5 separate regions of the Mus musculus genome follow, and regions 1, 3, 4 and 5 are each linked to region 2. The links are chromatin contacts, called in public ChIA-PET, HiChIP or PLAC-seq and promoter capture Hi-C maps. All regions are on one chromosome and are shown on one strand. The core of a region is the stretch at or near the end of the contact, and the rest is flanking DNA. Distances in the headings are between cores, read along the strand shown.

Region 1 (2,700 bases), core at 194-2,693, 300 kb before region 2:
AGGGAGCTGGGAACAGTGGGAAGCCTTCTTGGAAAAACAACCCAGGATTTCTCTGCTGGTGAATCAGCACAGAAAGGAAACATGCAACCCCAGCCCTGGAGATCCGCTGCCAGTCTCCCACAGGCAGACTGAGGATTTCTGAGGATCTCTGGAGACTTCAGGTAAATGGAGGTCAGGATAGTTCCTTGCCCACCTCAGCAGACTGTACAGCCTCAGGGGTGGGGAGTGGGGGGGGGGGTGCCTCTGTGACAGCACAGTAACACAAAGGCCCGTTACTTAAAAATAAAGTACCAGAAGTAGGAGGAGCACATGCGTGTAATCCCAGCATCAAGAGGGAAGGCAAGAGGACAACTGAGTTGAGGCTAGCCTGGGCTACCTGCCAACAACAAAAACCCAAACAGAACATGTCTATGGCAGCAAACCCTTAGGGAACATTCCCATGTGGTATAAGTCACCCCCAAACCTGTCTCTTGTCATGAACACTCAGCACGCGTGGCTTTAACCAGTTCACATGCAACCACAGGTGCCCAGGCTGGCCCCCAATTCCCTATGCAGCCGAGGATGACCTCAAACTCTGAACCTCCTACTTTCATCTCCAAGTGTTGAGGCTACAGACATGTGTCACCATACCCAGTTGTGGATTCCTTTTTAAAATGTGTATGACTGTTTTGACTGCATGTTTGTTTGTGTTCTACTTAGGTGTTTGGGTCCTGAGGATATCAGAAGAGGTACCAGGTCCTCTGGATATGAACTTTTAGACATTTGTGAGCTGCGATGTGGGTGCTGGGAATCCAATCTGGGTCCTCTGGACGAGCAGACAGTGCTTTTAACCACTGAGCTATTTCTCTAGCCCCGACCACGCCCAGTTTCCTGTGATGCTGGAGACACAGCGCAGGGCACTGGGCAAGCTAGCTGAGCGAGCTCCATCCCCAGCTCCCCTCCGTTTCTTTTCCTTGAACACATGCAAGGACCCGAATGCTCACATTTCACCCAGTTCCACATCTTAGAGCTCATTCACACCTGCTTGCACAGAGCCTCCTTTGCTGAAGGTCTGTGGCCTATGTCAAGGCAGAACACGTCACACATGCCAGGCACGCGTGCACACAGCAGCCCAAGCCCAGAAGTTTCTGCCCTCACTTGCCTTGACTGTCTTGTCTTGCTCTGAACTCTAATTCCTTCCTGTGTCACCTAACATTACCCAACCATCTTTCCCAGGCAGATGCAGGCTCGGGGAGTTGCCAACACTTCCACAGTGTTCATTCAGGAGGGGAGGGAGAATGCTCCTCCAGGGGACCAGAGGAGTGACAGGGAGGAGAGGGCGGAGCTCCTGAGAAAGCCTTAAGTTCCTGGACTCCTGCTTACATACTCCTGCTTACACACTCCTGAATCTCCCCCTCTTCACTGCCATGTCTATAACCAGCATGCCCCCCCACGCATACACATGCAGATATCATATTACACTTGCAATAATCCTGAGCCCCACCTCTCTCCTTTTCCTGCCATGTCTATAATCAGCATGCCTCCCCCAAACGCACGCACACGCAGGTATCATATTACATATGCAATAATAAAAATTGAAAGAAAAGAGAGAATCAGGGTCACATAGTTTACAGGAAGCTTGGCTTACATGAGATCCTATCTGTAGGAATAAAGATGAAAAGACAGAACAGAACAAAACAACACAACACTAGTGTCTCTGAGACTTGGAAAAACATGTCACAAAATTCAACGCAGACAAAACCAAACCAAAACAAACCACTGAAACTTGGCCTAGATGGGCGCTTCTCATTCTGGGAGAGGACTCTAAAAACCTGCAGCTGATAGATATTATGCTCAACGGTAAACCAAAGACTCATTTCCTTCTTCCATCAAGAGCAAGACAAATGTTTTCTAAATATGAACAAGGTTCTAAGCTCATCTCCTGGAACTGAAGATAAACACAGAAACAAGACAAGAGACAGAAAACAGAGGTGACGGGCTCGGCCTCCCCAGGCCGCTGCCTGTCAGTCCAGTGCACTATTGAGAATCAGACTCAGGGCCTCAACATGCACGAGGCTAGTGCTCCACAGAGAGCCCATTTTTGCCAGCCTGGTTTCAAGCTATAAAGCTACAGTATCAAAGTGAGTAGAGTCTGGCACAGGCGAGGCACTGGATCAGAAAGCACAGTTGGGAGCACTGAAATAAAGCTGCACACTGATGGCCATTCATCTTGACAATGGAGCCAAGACACTCAAGAGGAGGGGAGGGGGGAGTCTTTCCAGCAAATGGTGCTGGAACAACGGGCTATCCAAATTCAAAGGACTCGAATTGGAACTCTTCCTTATACCATAAACAAAAATTGACTCAAAATAGATCATAGACCTAACTGTGATAGTTAAAACTGCAAAACACTTAGAAGAAAACAAAGATGTGTCAGATTAGGCGCTGGTTCCCTGGATGTAACACCAAAGGCACAAACAACAGTGGACAGACAGATTGAGCTTCATCAAAATTAAAGCCATTTTGTGCTGTAGCCATCGCCATCAGGAAAGAAAAAGAAATGCAAATCAAATCACGCCCACTTTACATCTATTAGAATGGTAATTGTAAACAATAACAAAAACAAATCCAGAAATGACAAGTATTGGTGCCTGATGTGGAGAAATTAGAGCCCTTGTACCCTGCTGGTGGCGATGTCAAATGGTACAGCTGCTATGGAAA
Region 2 (2,700 bases), core at 67-2,566:
TAACTCAAGAAGTAGCTGAGGATAACCTTGAATGTCAGGGCTAACCCTCGTGTTTCCATCTCCCAAGTAGGGAATAATTACAGATGTGGACCAACATGCCCAGTTTATGAAGTGCTAGGGACTGAACTCAAGGACTCCATACATGCAAGGCAAACACTCAACCAGCTACGTCTCCCTCCAGCCCTTTTCATGATTTTTCACCTACTAAAAATAAATAGACCACCAGGACCAAGCCTTATCAGTATTCAAACCCCTCTTAACTCTCAATCAAATGTGTCACAAAAGAGTGGCTGCCTTGGGATCAAACCTCATATCCTTAAAAAGAAGGGAGTTACAGTGGGTAAATGCCTACCCATAACACACACCTAAAGAGTTTAAGGCAGAAGGAGGTGGATCTTTGTAAATCCAAGGCCAGCCTGGTCTACATAGTGAATTCCAGAAAAACCAGAGCTACACAGAAAGAACCTGACTCAAAAAGAAAGAAAGGTGTTTACATGCAGACCCCTGGTGACAGCTGAGCTATCCTGTAAAAGCAAGATCTTACAGGCCAGGTTCTCAGGCGGCTGCCTCCAGTCTTCTATGCCTTCTGACTACCTAATCCAAACTGAGCTGGCTCATCTTTCAGGATTAATGGGGCGCTTCAGTTGTGCTAGGACGCAGTCACCCCGAAGTGACAGATGTACAGAATCTGAAAAGATTCACTCTCTAAACCCTGAAACCATCCTTAATTTTGCTTTCAGATGTTGAGGACTTTAGGGTGCAGAAGGGTCTGAAAAAGAAGAGCTGCAGGCCAGATTATGCCTAGGGAAAACAAACAAACAAACAAACAAAAACAAAAACAGATTCTAGCATCCACCGAGTCACAGGTGGAGCTGAAACACCCCTCGGGGACAAGGGTCTGACCTTTGGCCCCTGCACACCTCCCAACTCCCTCTCACATCAGTCCTCTGGGTTTACTTCTTCCCACTAAGCCCATCGCCCAGGCCGCTTCGCCCAACCGAAGGACCCTTCCTCCTTATTCTTGATGGCAACGTCAGGAGGCCCTCACGACGCTGGAACTCTAAGAAGAGACTTCGCTGACCTGTCAGCGGATCCAAAATGGCGGGGCCTAGTCCCAGAACCGGCGGCAGCCGCAGCTCATGTCCAGCCTGGCCCCGGAGGCGTCTCCCGGCCGCTCTCCCGGCGCCGGCGGCGAGTGAGAGAAGGGAAGGATCCTGTCTTCTGGAAGGCAACCCTAACTTCAGGGTGAGACCTCACTGCAGGCTGGAGTAAGTGGGCCGGGACGCTCGGTGGTGCCGGCTACCTTCCCTGTCAGCTCACTGACGTGGTAACTAGCCTCAGTCTAGCCCGCTGCCTGGTAACTGCGAGAGTCCTGCCGCGCTCAGCCAATCAGAGCGTGGCACTCTGAAAAGTGGCATTCCGACTATCCAATCGAAGAAAGAAATTAGCTCTGGGAGGCGTGCAATGCCCAAAGAGACCAGATTACAAGGGAAAGAAGAGTAGGTAGGGGACAGCCAACGGATACGAGGATTCTCTGACTGACAGTTACAGAAGCCAATAAACAATGAAAAATTGTGCTGGGCGGTTGAAGAGGTGGGGTCAGATAGGGTTCGGTTGCAGTGCGCTGTTTAGCAGTGGCTGCTGGGCATCCTGGGCAGGAAGGCTATGATTTGCTGGAAAGGGGGCGGGGTCCGTTTTGAGAGCTTGAGCGGGCGACCCTACTCCCCCAACTTCATCCTACCAAAGTCACCTGGGCTTTACTACTTTAGGGATCGCTCTCTTTCCAGGCAGGTCTGGGGTTGAAACGCGTTCCTAAATCCGGCCCGTGCAATCTTGCCTACGCCCTCCTGTCTTCTGTGCCCCACTTGGGTATATGTGCCTGTCTCATCCTAACTCTGATTTTTGCATTTTCTACTCCATTCCTACCATCCAGAAATAGAGAAAATGGTAGCAGAAATCTTGGATACCTAATTAGAGTATCCTCATTTTCCAGACGTGGAAAGAGTTCTACCGAGGAAAGCTGGATCCATGCATAGCAGAGAAAAACATACACCTACCCCAGCCAATTCGGTGCGGAGAGTAAGGGGCATGGGGGTACTTAATACTTCTTTTTAAAAAGAAAGAATTTGTCTATTTTAAGATAATGCTCTTAGCCACTAAACCATCTCTCCAGCCTCCCTCAATACTTGGTATACCTTACTCCATAGGGCTATATGACTCTCAGTTCAGCCCTTCCTATTAAGCCTTGGACAAATCTTAATGAACGATTGGTGGAGGTGTATGAGGATCAAGTCTGAGGGCCTAATCTCACACCATTAGTCCACATCGTTAACAAAAAGAAGAAGAAGAAGAAGAAGAAGAAGAAGAAGAAGAAGAAGAAGAAGAAGAAGAAGAAGAAGAAGAAGAAGAAGAAGAAGAGGAAGAAGAGGAAGAAGAGGAAGAAGAAGAAGAAGAAGAAGAAGAAGAAGAAGAAGAAGAAGAAGAAGAAGAAGAAGAAGAAGAAGAAGAAGAAGAAGAAGATGATGATGATGATGATGATGATTTCCCATTTTCCTTCGAAATGCGGACAGGTGAGACTGGAAAGGAAGCTTAGCAGTTAAGTGTGCTTGCTGCTCTTCCAGAAGACCTGAGTTCAGTTCCCAGGATGTACATAGCACTATCTACTGTAACTCCAGCTCCAGAGGGATCCAACACTTTGGG
Region 3 (2,700 bases), core at 44-2,543, 370 kb after region 2:
CAGACCCCTTCAGCTCCTTGGGTGCTTTCTCTAGCTTCTCCATTGGGGGCCCTGTGTTCCATTTTATAGACTGTAAGCATCCACTTCTGTATTTGCCAGGCACTGGCATAGCCTCATACAAGAGACAGCTATAACAGGGTTCCTTCAGCAAAATCTTTCTGGCATATGCAATAGTTTGACTACTTTCTTAACATTGAACATGAGAGGTTTGTTCCCAAACAGGGCAGATTTTTTTTTTTTTTTTTTTTTTTTAGTCTTTTTGAGACAGGGTTTCTCTGTATAGCCCTGGCTATCCTGGAACTCACTTTGTAGACCAGGCTGGCCTGGAACTCAGAAATCCGCCTGCCTCTGCCTCCCAAGCGCTGGGATTAAAGGTGCGCCACCATCGCCTGGCTGGCAGATCCCTTAAGGAACCAAAATGTCAAGTGTACTCTGAGGCAAGCCCTTAGAGTACAGGAGGCAAGCCCTTAGAGGCAGGGTTTCCTTGGAAATGCTGATGCTAAGGCTAAAAGGGTCATGTCCCTTACGCACACCGCACACTCTCCATCGCCATAACAAACTCGCCTTCCACTCTCTTCTACTTTTATTAGACGTTTGTTTTCCCTGTGCTTGGAATGCAGTCTTTCTTCTCCATACGTAGTCTGGTGAATTTCATACCACAGCCTCTCCCAAAACAAACGTAGGGCTCAATCAGGCAGAGACGTAACAGCAGGTTTTAACCATATTATGAGGTCATAATGGTCCCAACAGCCCAGGATGAGGCAAACTCAATAAAACAGTTGACTGCTCAATTTAAAACACGGTTAACTCCGAAGACAGGATAGAAGAAACAATGAGTCAGGACAGAGGCGTGAGCTGAGCTCCTTGGCATGGTGTCTTCACAGAAGCAGACGTGGGTCAGGCAGCCCCGATGAGCCAAACTGGTACAACAATCTCCAAAGTAGGTCAGTGTCTCCTACCACTTTAAGAACTAGAAGTATCGTCCCGGCGCCTGCGCATTGAGAGGGTAAACACCTCCTTTCCGCCCCCCCCCCCCCCCTTCCTCCCAAACTCCCCGGCCGGCCGCATTCTCCCATGTTCCCCTCCTCCGGGTGGGGTAATGGTCCGACCCAGAGTGTGGCGCTCATCCCGGAGGGTGGCGAGCCAAAATGGTACGTCCCACCGCCGCACACCTCCGCGGTGTTCACGGCGCCCTTTGTCCTTTTTCTCCCCTAGCAAATAAAGCGCAATGGGCTTATCCCAAGGAAAGGCGGGGGAGCCGGGCTGGGGACCGGTCTGAGCCGGTCTGTAGCGCAGGCGCAGTGCGGATAAACAGGAAGCGGGCGGCAGAGGCAGCGGCAGGAGCTGCTTAGGGACTCCGGTGGGGGAAGAGAGCCGGAGACGCCGGGCTGTCCGGAGGGCGGCGGGCGTGGAGGACGAGCGAAGGCGCCTCCTCGGTCCTCCTTCCGTGGAGACGCGGCGGCTGCCTCGCCCTCCGCTTAGGCTCCCGGCTCCCAGCGCGGGGCGAGGCAGCGGCTGACAAAGGGCTCGAGCCGGTGCCGCCGCCCTTCTCATCCGGGCACTCCGGGCCCCCGCCGAGAGGAAGGGGGAAGGGCGGAGGGGGAGGGGAAGGAGCCCCGGAGGCGCGCGTTCGGAGCCGCGGCCCCTTTGCAGGGCTCCGGGCCTTTGGCCCAACGGACCGAGGCCGAAGGGGAGCGGTGGCCGGCGGCAGGAGGATGGTGCAGAAGGAGAGCCAGGCGGCGCTGGAGGAGCGGGAGAGCGAGCGCAACGCCAACCCTGCCGCCGCCTCGGGGGCTTCGTTGGAGCAGTCGGTAGCTCCCGCCCCCGGAGAAGATAACCCATCGGGAGCCGGGGCTGCGGCCGTGGTCGGGGCGGCCGGAGGGGCCCGCAGGTTCCTGTGCGGTGTCGTGGAAGGTGAGTTGGCCTTCCAGTCCCGCGTAGGTGTTCAGCCTCCGTCCCCGGGAGGGGCGTGCTGGTGACTTTTCCCGCAGTTCCCCGCCCCCAGGACGGGAGGCGTCCGTCATTGCTCACACGGGGTTACGGGGAGGAGACAGACGGTGGGCACACTTCTTTACCCTCCGCTATGTCACGGCTTCGGCGACTCCGGGCTATGGAGGAGCCTGACCCCACCCTCCTCTGGCTTAGAGCCACACAGATTTGTCGGAGGAGGAGGCGGTGGCAAGGAAGGAGCCTGTGGTCCGGCTGTGGGCTTCACTTCTTTGTACCTTGGGATCTTAGTCCGCAGAGATGCCTGCTTTCAGTTGAAATTTGTGCAGCGCTCCCATCCCCCGCCCCTATCCTTGTAAGGGGAAAAAAAATCAGCCCTCACAGGCACGTTTTTACCCGTGAAGGAGCGCAGTCAGCTTATTATATTACAGATTCCTTCAGGCTTAGGAAATTGTTTTGTTTTTATTTTTATTTATTTATTTTTGTTAGCCTGTAAGCCTCCTTCACCTCTTAAGACTCACTTGTAGCCCAGAAAAGTATCATCCTTTAACAATTGCTGTTTTTTTGACTTGGGAGTGTGTGTAAATACCAGTATATCATATCTCAGAGCATCTGTTATGTGGAGTTAGAATTCAGTGAAAGTCTTAATTTCTGTCTTCTCATTTACAGTTGAAAAGGACGAGGGCGTTTTGATAGTAAGGGAAGATGCCGGAAGATCTTAATTACAATTTCTGAAATAGAATGGGTGGATAC
Region 4 (2,700 bases), core at 23-2,522, 380 kb before region 2:
AGATCGATTCTGAGAAGAGATCAATTCTTACAGAGCTGGCAACTAGACGGTGTGGGAAGGATCTGCTGCAGGCTGAGAGCATGGGCTGGGCCCCTCCCCCCCCCCCAAAGCCACTCGTCCCATGCTGCGCTCTTCTACCCCTTTCCAGCAACCCTGTTGTGGTCTGATCAGAAGGGATGGTACCCCCCTCCCATTCGTTCCCCCACTGCCAAAGGAGTTTGCCTGAGCCCTCAGAAATCCCAGCCTCAAACCCTGAAAGCAGACCAGGGCATAGCCTGCTCCTGAATTCAACTGTTCTGGGCAAGAGCTCAGGGCTTTTCAGAGGATAAATAAGAGGCTATCCAATGCCTGGTAGGGCCAGGGAGGCCAGCTGCCTTCTCATCCTGGGAGGTGGCCCTTTCCAAGCCCACCACGGTGTGGTGGCAAAGACAGGAAGTGCCACAGAAGTCCCTGCTCCATGGTACCCAGCTTATTCTGGACTCTGGAGAGGGAGAAACTTGGACAGTTTGAAAGGTGGCCAGGAGGAAAGCTATCAACAAAGGCTGGGGAGAGGTGTGGGGTAGCAGTGCACAGGCACGGGCCTGTAAAGACTTGCAAGACAAAAGAAGGTGAGGTTTTTAAACCTCAGCTAGTTAGCCCGCCGCCTCTCCCATCGACTTCTCTAACTCACCCGAATCCCTCTAGCTTTGAAGGGTGGCAAACAGCTATAAAGCATCGGAAATGCCCCATCTCAGGCCACCAGATGTAGCTTTGGCCCTTGAGACTTGCTTTTCCTTACAAATATGCTTCAGGATGTTGTCTGGGGGGCTGGAAGCCTGCTTTGAAGTCCAGTTTTGGAATGCTGCACCAGGGGACTCTCTCTGACTTTGGAAGAGCTTGAGTTGTAATGCATTTTTGGTCTCTTACCACCAACTAAAGGAACTGTTCTAAACAGCCCCGACCCCCACCCATACCCCCACCCCCCGGCTCCAGCTCATAGGCAGAGCGACTTGCCCTGCTCTGATCGCTGTCTCTGTAAATGTCCGCATTTGCTTCCCAGCTAGAGACACCAGAGACAACTGTGGTTGTCACAGGCTTTTATCTTCCCTGTGAGCCCTGTTGAACCCTCCGGGGGCTCCGGGGATAAATGAATGGAGCCTGAAAACTGCAGTTTGAAAGCTCCCATTTGTAAAACCAGAATGCTTGTAAAGTCCCGTTTCCTTCTGCCGTGCCACCCCTGCCCCCTGTGGCCATGGCCAGAGAACAGAGTCTGAAGCTAGAAAGGGCATGCTCCGCCCCTGTGCCTCCCCCCCCATCCCAGTGAGCCCTGGTAAGACTTTTGCTCTGCGCACCATTGCTTCTGAATGTTCAGGGGGCGAGGGCCGAGGCCAGAGGGCAGGCAAAGTCCACAGTGTATACTCCAAGCAGTTGTGGGAAAAACCGAGCCCTGCTCTCACCCTCCCTGTGTGGCTCCTTTTGGCTGGATTCCCTTCGCCCAGTGCAATACACCCTTTCCCCTTCGCTCTCCCTTGGTTACTATGGAAACAAGGGTGTCATTGATGTGGGGCTGAGCTGGGGAACATGTCGGTGCACAGCTGAAAGTCAGCGATTATGCCGGTGGTTCGCTCTGCCCGGTAGAAAAGTCCACAGCCTGAGATGCTGCAGAAGGACAGTCTTACCGAAGCCCTCCCCCACACTTCCCTCCCTCCCTCTGTCCCCTGTCTCTGACGATTTCTTTATTCCCCTCCGGACTAAAGTGGTGGCTATTTTTATGCCAGTCCGTGCCCCACCCTCACTGTTGGCCGCTCCTTATCCGGCCTGGGCCTGGAGAGAGTGACACCATGTCACCCTCACCAGGCCCAGTGTCTCCATTCCCTTCCACAGTGCGCTTTGATTCCCCCCTCCCTCTCCTTTTCGGGATGCTTCTTCCTTTATTTTTAGCTCTGCTCTCCATGTGGTTTCGGGGTTCGGTGTGATCCATCGGAAGGTTCTTTTTTTTTTTTTTTTTTAGTCCCTTTTGAAAATGATAATCAAAGGAAGGGACGCGGTGTTTGGTCACGTGGAAAGCTCAATGTATAATTTAGACGTCTGTCAAAAAAACGCAACAAATAAAATGTAGCTGCAACGAAGGCGGTCTTGGAGTGGATTGTGATCTCTGCTGGAACTCCAAGAGGGCCTAAGCAGCTTTGCCCTTTTGGAGGTTAGGTTTCCTCAAGGGAGGGCTGTTTTCAGAAAAAAAACACCACCACCAGGTGATATGAAAACCACCACCACCGCCATTGCTGCAGCAGCAGCAGCCACCCGCCTCACCTTACCCCTAGCCCCATGCACCTCCTGCGTAACTAGGCAGCACTAAGCCCACTTTGCAGTGGAAGAAACAGAGAGGCCTTTGCCTCAGCTAAGGAATTTGCCAGCATCACAGCTCCTGTAAGGATTGGTGGAGCCAGAAACCTAGGTCCCCTGCTGTCTCTAAAGGAAAAAAAAAAAAAAAAAAAAAAAACAAAAAACAAAGAAACAGTACCACAGCCCACTTCAGTCCCAGCCCTCACCTCCTGCCTGTTCAGCAGCTGCCTCCCACAGCCCTCTGCACCAGTTGTCCCCTAGGCTAGCACTGCCTGCTCTTCCCGGACTCCCAGTCCCCAGGGCCTCAGGTCCTCTCATCACAAAAGCACAGTTGCACATCTCTTTCCTTCCTTTGCATAGGTTCAGCCCCATGGATGG
Region 5 (2,700 bases), core at 152-2,651, 420 kb before region 2:
TGTGATGATGCACTTACATACATGCAGACAAAACATTCATATACGTAAAGCAAATAGTTTTAAAGGTTTTATAGAAAGTTCTTTACTTGGTTGTAAAAAAGACCTGAAAGCTTCGCACTATGTACCCAGTGCCCAGAAGTACCCAGGAAGGAGGCAGTCCTGTGCAAATTTAGGGCCAGTATGGTCTACATAGTTTTGTTCCAGGCCAGCCAGAGTTCCATAGTAAGACTCTCAAAACAACAACGACAACAAACCTGAAAACCCATACTGGAAAAATCTGCCTTTGTTTAAGTAATGGCAACTAGGTTGGTGAAAGAGGTAACGCCTGAACCCCAGATTAAACTATTGATAATAATAATAATATGTCACCCTTTCTTTGCGACAGGAATTGCTCTCTATGTACGTGACATACATGGACCTGTAAGATAGATAACAGGTAAACACACATCAACAGACTTCCAGAGATACCACTTCTACCTAAACTATGAGCTGTTGGAAGAGTTCTCTGCTTATTAACAGGTATAAACAGCTCTGAGGTGTGGGGTGTAGTGTATGTAGGTCGGTGGCAGAGTGCTTGCCTACCCTGTACAAACCCCTGCATTCTGAGTTCAGTCCCCGGGGGCAAACAGCACTCCTACCTGGGCCACAGTGTTTACAAGCAACACTATAAAATAGTTTACAAGTAAAAAAAAAAAATAGTTTACAAGTTAGTTCAAGTCCGGACTCTTATCATCTACAATAACCGATTTCTAGGGTTGTAAGGAAATTAAACCTCATATAAAAAAAAACATTCCACTAGGAAGAATGCAATTTCCACGAAGGCAGGTTGTCGGGAACCAACATGCCACAAAGGTCCTGTGGTCGGCCCTGGGCGTGAGAGGAGCGGGAGGTAGCGCTTGCAGTCTAACCCGGTTTAGCAAAATCCAGCAGATCCCAAACAATCTAACACTCCCGCTGCCAGCTAACCTCAATGCTAGGGACCGGTCCCCAACCTCCCTATCTCTCGCCCTCTCTCAGGCGACCTCCCCCAACACAGTACAAATCACCTATCCTGGATTCTAACAAGAATGTGGAGATAGAGACGTAGCCGCAACTCCTGAGCCCTAAAGCCTGGCACCCGAAGACAACCGGGGTCAGAAGGGAAGAATCCATTGGAGCCCTGGTGGGTCCCTCCGGCCACGCGGCTTCTGCAGATGCAAGTCCAGCACGCAGCGCCTGGCAGCCGCAACAGAGCAGAACCACGCTCCCTTCGGAGGCGCGGGGATTAGGAGTAGCTGTGCATTTGGCTGCACTTGCGAACTCTTACCTGGTCCCAGAGGGATGCACCCCGCGACTGCCACCAGGCGAAGCTGACCAGGAAAGCAGAACTGAAGTGTCGCGGCTAGGCCCGGGAACCACCCCCTCGCCCTACGCCCCCACTTCCGACCAATCAGAGGCCACAGGCTCCGGCCAGCCACGTGGGCGGCTTTGCACCTCCCGCTGGGTCGCTCACCAGCCCGCCCCGCCCTCCCGCCCCTCCCGAGACCGCCTGCGCAATGGGCGGGCGCTTTGGCGCGCTTGCGCACTTTGGGTAGAGAGGAGCAGAACCCCGCCCCATCCCGCTGCTCCGTTCCTCCGCTGTGCGTGCGAGGGACGTCAGGGGCGGCGCCGCAGCAGTTACCCCTGGTAACGGGGGAGGCAGGAGGAGGAGGCGGAGGAGGAGGAGGAGGGACTCGGCTTGAGGATGGTGAGTGTGGGGGCCCTGGCCCCTCCAGAGCTGACCAGTCACCCCCCCTCCTTTCACCAGTCCCAGGGCGGGGCGCTGCGCGTAAAGCCGAGGAGGACGTGGGATGGGGCTCGCCTTGATCTTTGGGGTTCTAGATCGGTTTCAGGGGCGAAGGAGGAGCCCCTAAAGTGGGCCTGGAGGGAGGCCTAGGCCTGGAGAGAAAAGAGGGGTTTGCGATAGATTCGAGGCATGGAGTGCTTGGCTAGCGGGGAAGCCTGGGCACCATCATCTTTCTAGGGACTGGGATGAAGGCGACTCTAGAGCTGCGGAGATCAGACCAAGCTCTCAGATCTTACTGCAGAGTCGACCTCTCGGCGCCTCGGGACTGTGGGGTTCATCTGAGAACCAGCCAAAAGTGGGAGAGGCGCGGCTCTACTGTCTTTGAGATCACCCTGGCAGCACCAGGGAGCTGTAACCTGGCTTTCCTAGATGCTCGCGTCTCTGAGTGAGAGGTGTGTAGGGAGTAAGTCCCAGGACAATAAGAGGTACCGCTGGGAATGGATGTCTCTGTGGTGGGTGCGCTCCTGCAGTCCCAACTTAATCGCTGAAAGTTCTGCGAAGAAATAATGGTTGTTGATGAGCGATTTTTTGCTCCGTATTTATTCCATGTAGATAGAAGCAAATTAACCTCCCGTGTCCTAGCTTTTCCTTCAAATTTGCAGTGTCCTTTTGCCTGAGGCCACAGGAGGACCAAAGGTCTTCACCTCAAACTAAAAAGAATGAACAATAGAAAGTGAGCATCAATTTGAAGCAAGCCTTGTCTCCGTTAACCTTAATTAAGGCTTTTCCAAAGTGTATGATGTGTGACAGATTTTTGACCAGAAACACTCGGTTCCTTGTTGATTTTTTAAAATCGTTATTTTATTTAATGTATATGTATGGGTGTTTAGCCTGAATGTATGTTTGTGCTCCACGTGTGTGCCTGGTGCCTGCAG

Evidence for each region. Promoter capture Hi-C pulls out the DNA fragments that hold promoters and counts their contacts. ChIA-PET counts read pairs in DNA pulled down with a chosen protein or histone mark. HiChIP or PLAC-seq counts read pairs in DNA pulled down with a chosen protein or histone mark.
Region 1: a promoter capture Hi-C map of the HPC-7 cell line shows a contact between it and region 2, with 2.8 times the contacts expected there. The contact joins the enhancer-like site here to the promoter of Gbf1 in region 2. A contact is called at or near these places in 15 of 39 promoter capture datasets (3T3-L1-derived adipocytes, the C10 cell line, the HPC-7 cell line and 7 more), 7 of 484 Hi-C or Micro-C datasets (the CH12 cell line, the G1E-ER4 cell line, double positive thymocytes and 4 more), 6 of 115 datasets of contacts at active chromatin or transcription factors (the 230-238 cell line, the HPC-7 cell line, the SCID.adh cell line and 3 more) and 1 of 9 other capture datasets (liver).
Region 3: a contact with region 2 is called in an RNA polymerase II ChIA-PET map of memory CD8 T cells, with 40 read pairs. The contact joins the promoter of Oga here to the promoter of Gbf1 in region 2. A contact is called at or near these places in 5 of 39 promoter capture datasets (the 3T3-L1 cell line, embryonic stem cells, hematopoietic stem and progenitor cells and 1 more), 1 of 484 Hi-C or Micro-C datasets (embryonic stem cells), 3 of 115 datasets of contacts at active chromatin or transcription factors (memory CD8 T cells, pancreatic cancer cells and thymic regulatory T cells) and 3 of 9 other capture datasets (adipose tissue, liver and pancreatic islet).
Region 4: a contact with region 2 is called in a FOXA1 HiChIP or PLAC-seq map of pancreatic cancer cells. The contact joins the enhancer-like site here to the promoter of Gbf1 in region 2. A contact is called at or near these places in 1 of 39 promoter capture datasets (stem cell-derived epiblast-like cells), 1 of 484 Hi-C or Micro-C datasets (embryonic fibroblasts) and 4 of 115 datasets of contacts at active chromatin or transcription factors (the SCID.adh cell line, bone marrow-derived macrophages, microglia and 1 more).
Region 5: a contact with region 2 is called in an HNF4G HiChIP or PLAC-seq map of pancreatic cancer cells. The contact joins the promoter of Sfxn2 here to the promoter of Gbf1 in region 2. A contact is called at or near these places in 1 of 39 promoter capture datasets (maxillary cranial neural crest), 2 of 484 Hi-C or Micro-C datasets (CD4 T cells and regulatory T cells), 1 of 115 datasets of contacts at active chromatin or transcription factors (pancreatic cancer cells) and 2 of 9 other capture datasets (adipose tissue and liver).

Annotation. Positions count from the first base shown.
Region 1 is chr19:46,446,759-46,449,458 of GRCm38.p6, reverse strand. The region is part of intron 3 of Sufu (SUFU negative regulator of hedgehog signaling); the gene reads right to left. Among named protein-coding and RNA genes, the nearest start is that of Sufu, 51 kb to the right of the region's middle. Within about 2 kb of position 1,443, at least 68 of the 459 cell types and tissues checked have an H3K27ac peak or open chromatin away from gene starts, as enhancers often do. A contact at or near this core is called in the G1E-ER4 cell line and the HPC-7 cell line, where this site is marked.
Region 2 is chr19:46,151,174-46,153,873 of GRCm38.p6, reverse strand. Gbf1 (golgi-specific brefeldin A-resistance factor 1) reads right to left here and starts at 1,316. Exons shown (of 40, transcript NM_178930.3): 1 at 1,082-1,316.
Region 3 is chr19:45,782,146-45,784,845 of GRCm38.p6, reverse strand. Oga (O-GlcNAcase) reads left to right here and starts at 1,293. Exons shown (of 16, transcript NM_023799.4): 1 at 1,293-1,914. The coding sequence starts at 1,716.
Region 4 is chr19:46,527,668-46,530,367 of GRCm38.p6, reverse strand. No RefSeq gene overlaps it. Among named protein-coding and RNA genes, the nearest start is that of Trim8, 27 kb to the right of the region's middle. Within about 2 kb of position 1,272, at least 207 of the 459 cell types and tissues checked have an H3K27ac peak or open chromatin away from gene starts, as enhancers often do. A contact at or near this core is called in the SCID.adh cell line, bone marrow-derived macrophages, embryonic fibroblasts and 1 more, where this site is marked.
Region 5 is chr19:46,572,066-46,574,765 of GRCm38.p6, reverse strand. It overlaps Sfxn2 (sideroflexin 2), which reads right to left and starts at 1,401. Exons shown (of 12, transcript NM_053196.3): 1 at 1,307-1,401. It overlaps Arl3 (ADP-ribosylation factor-like 3), which reads left to right and starts at 1,584. Exons shown (of 6, transcript NM_019718.3): 1 at 1,584-1,726. The coding sequence starts at 1,724.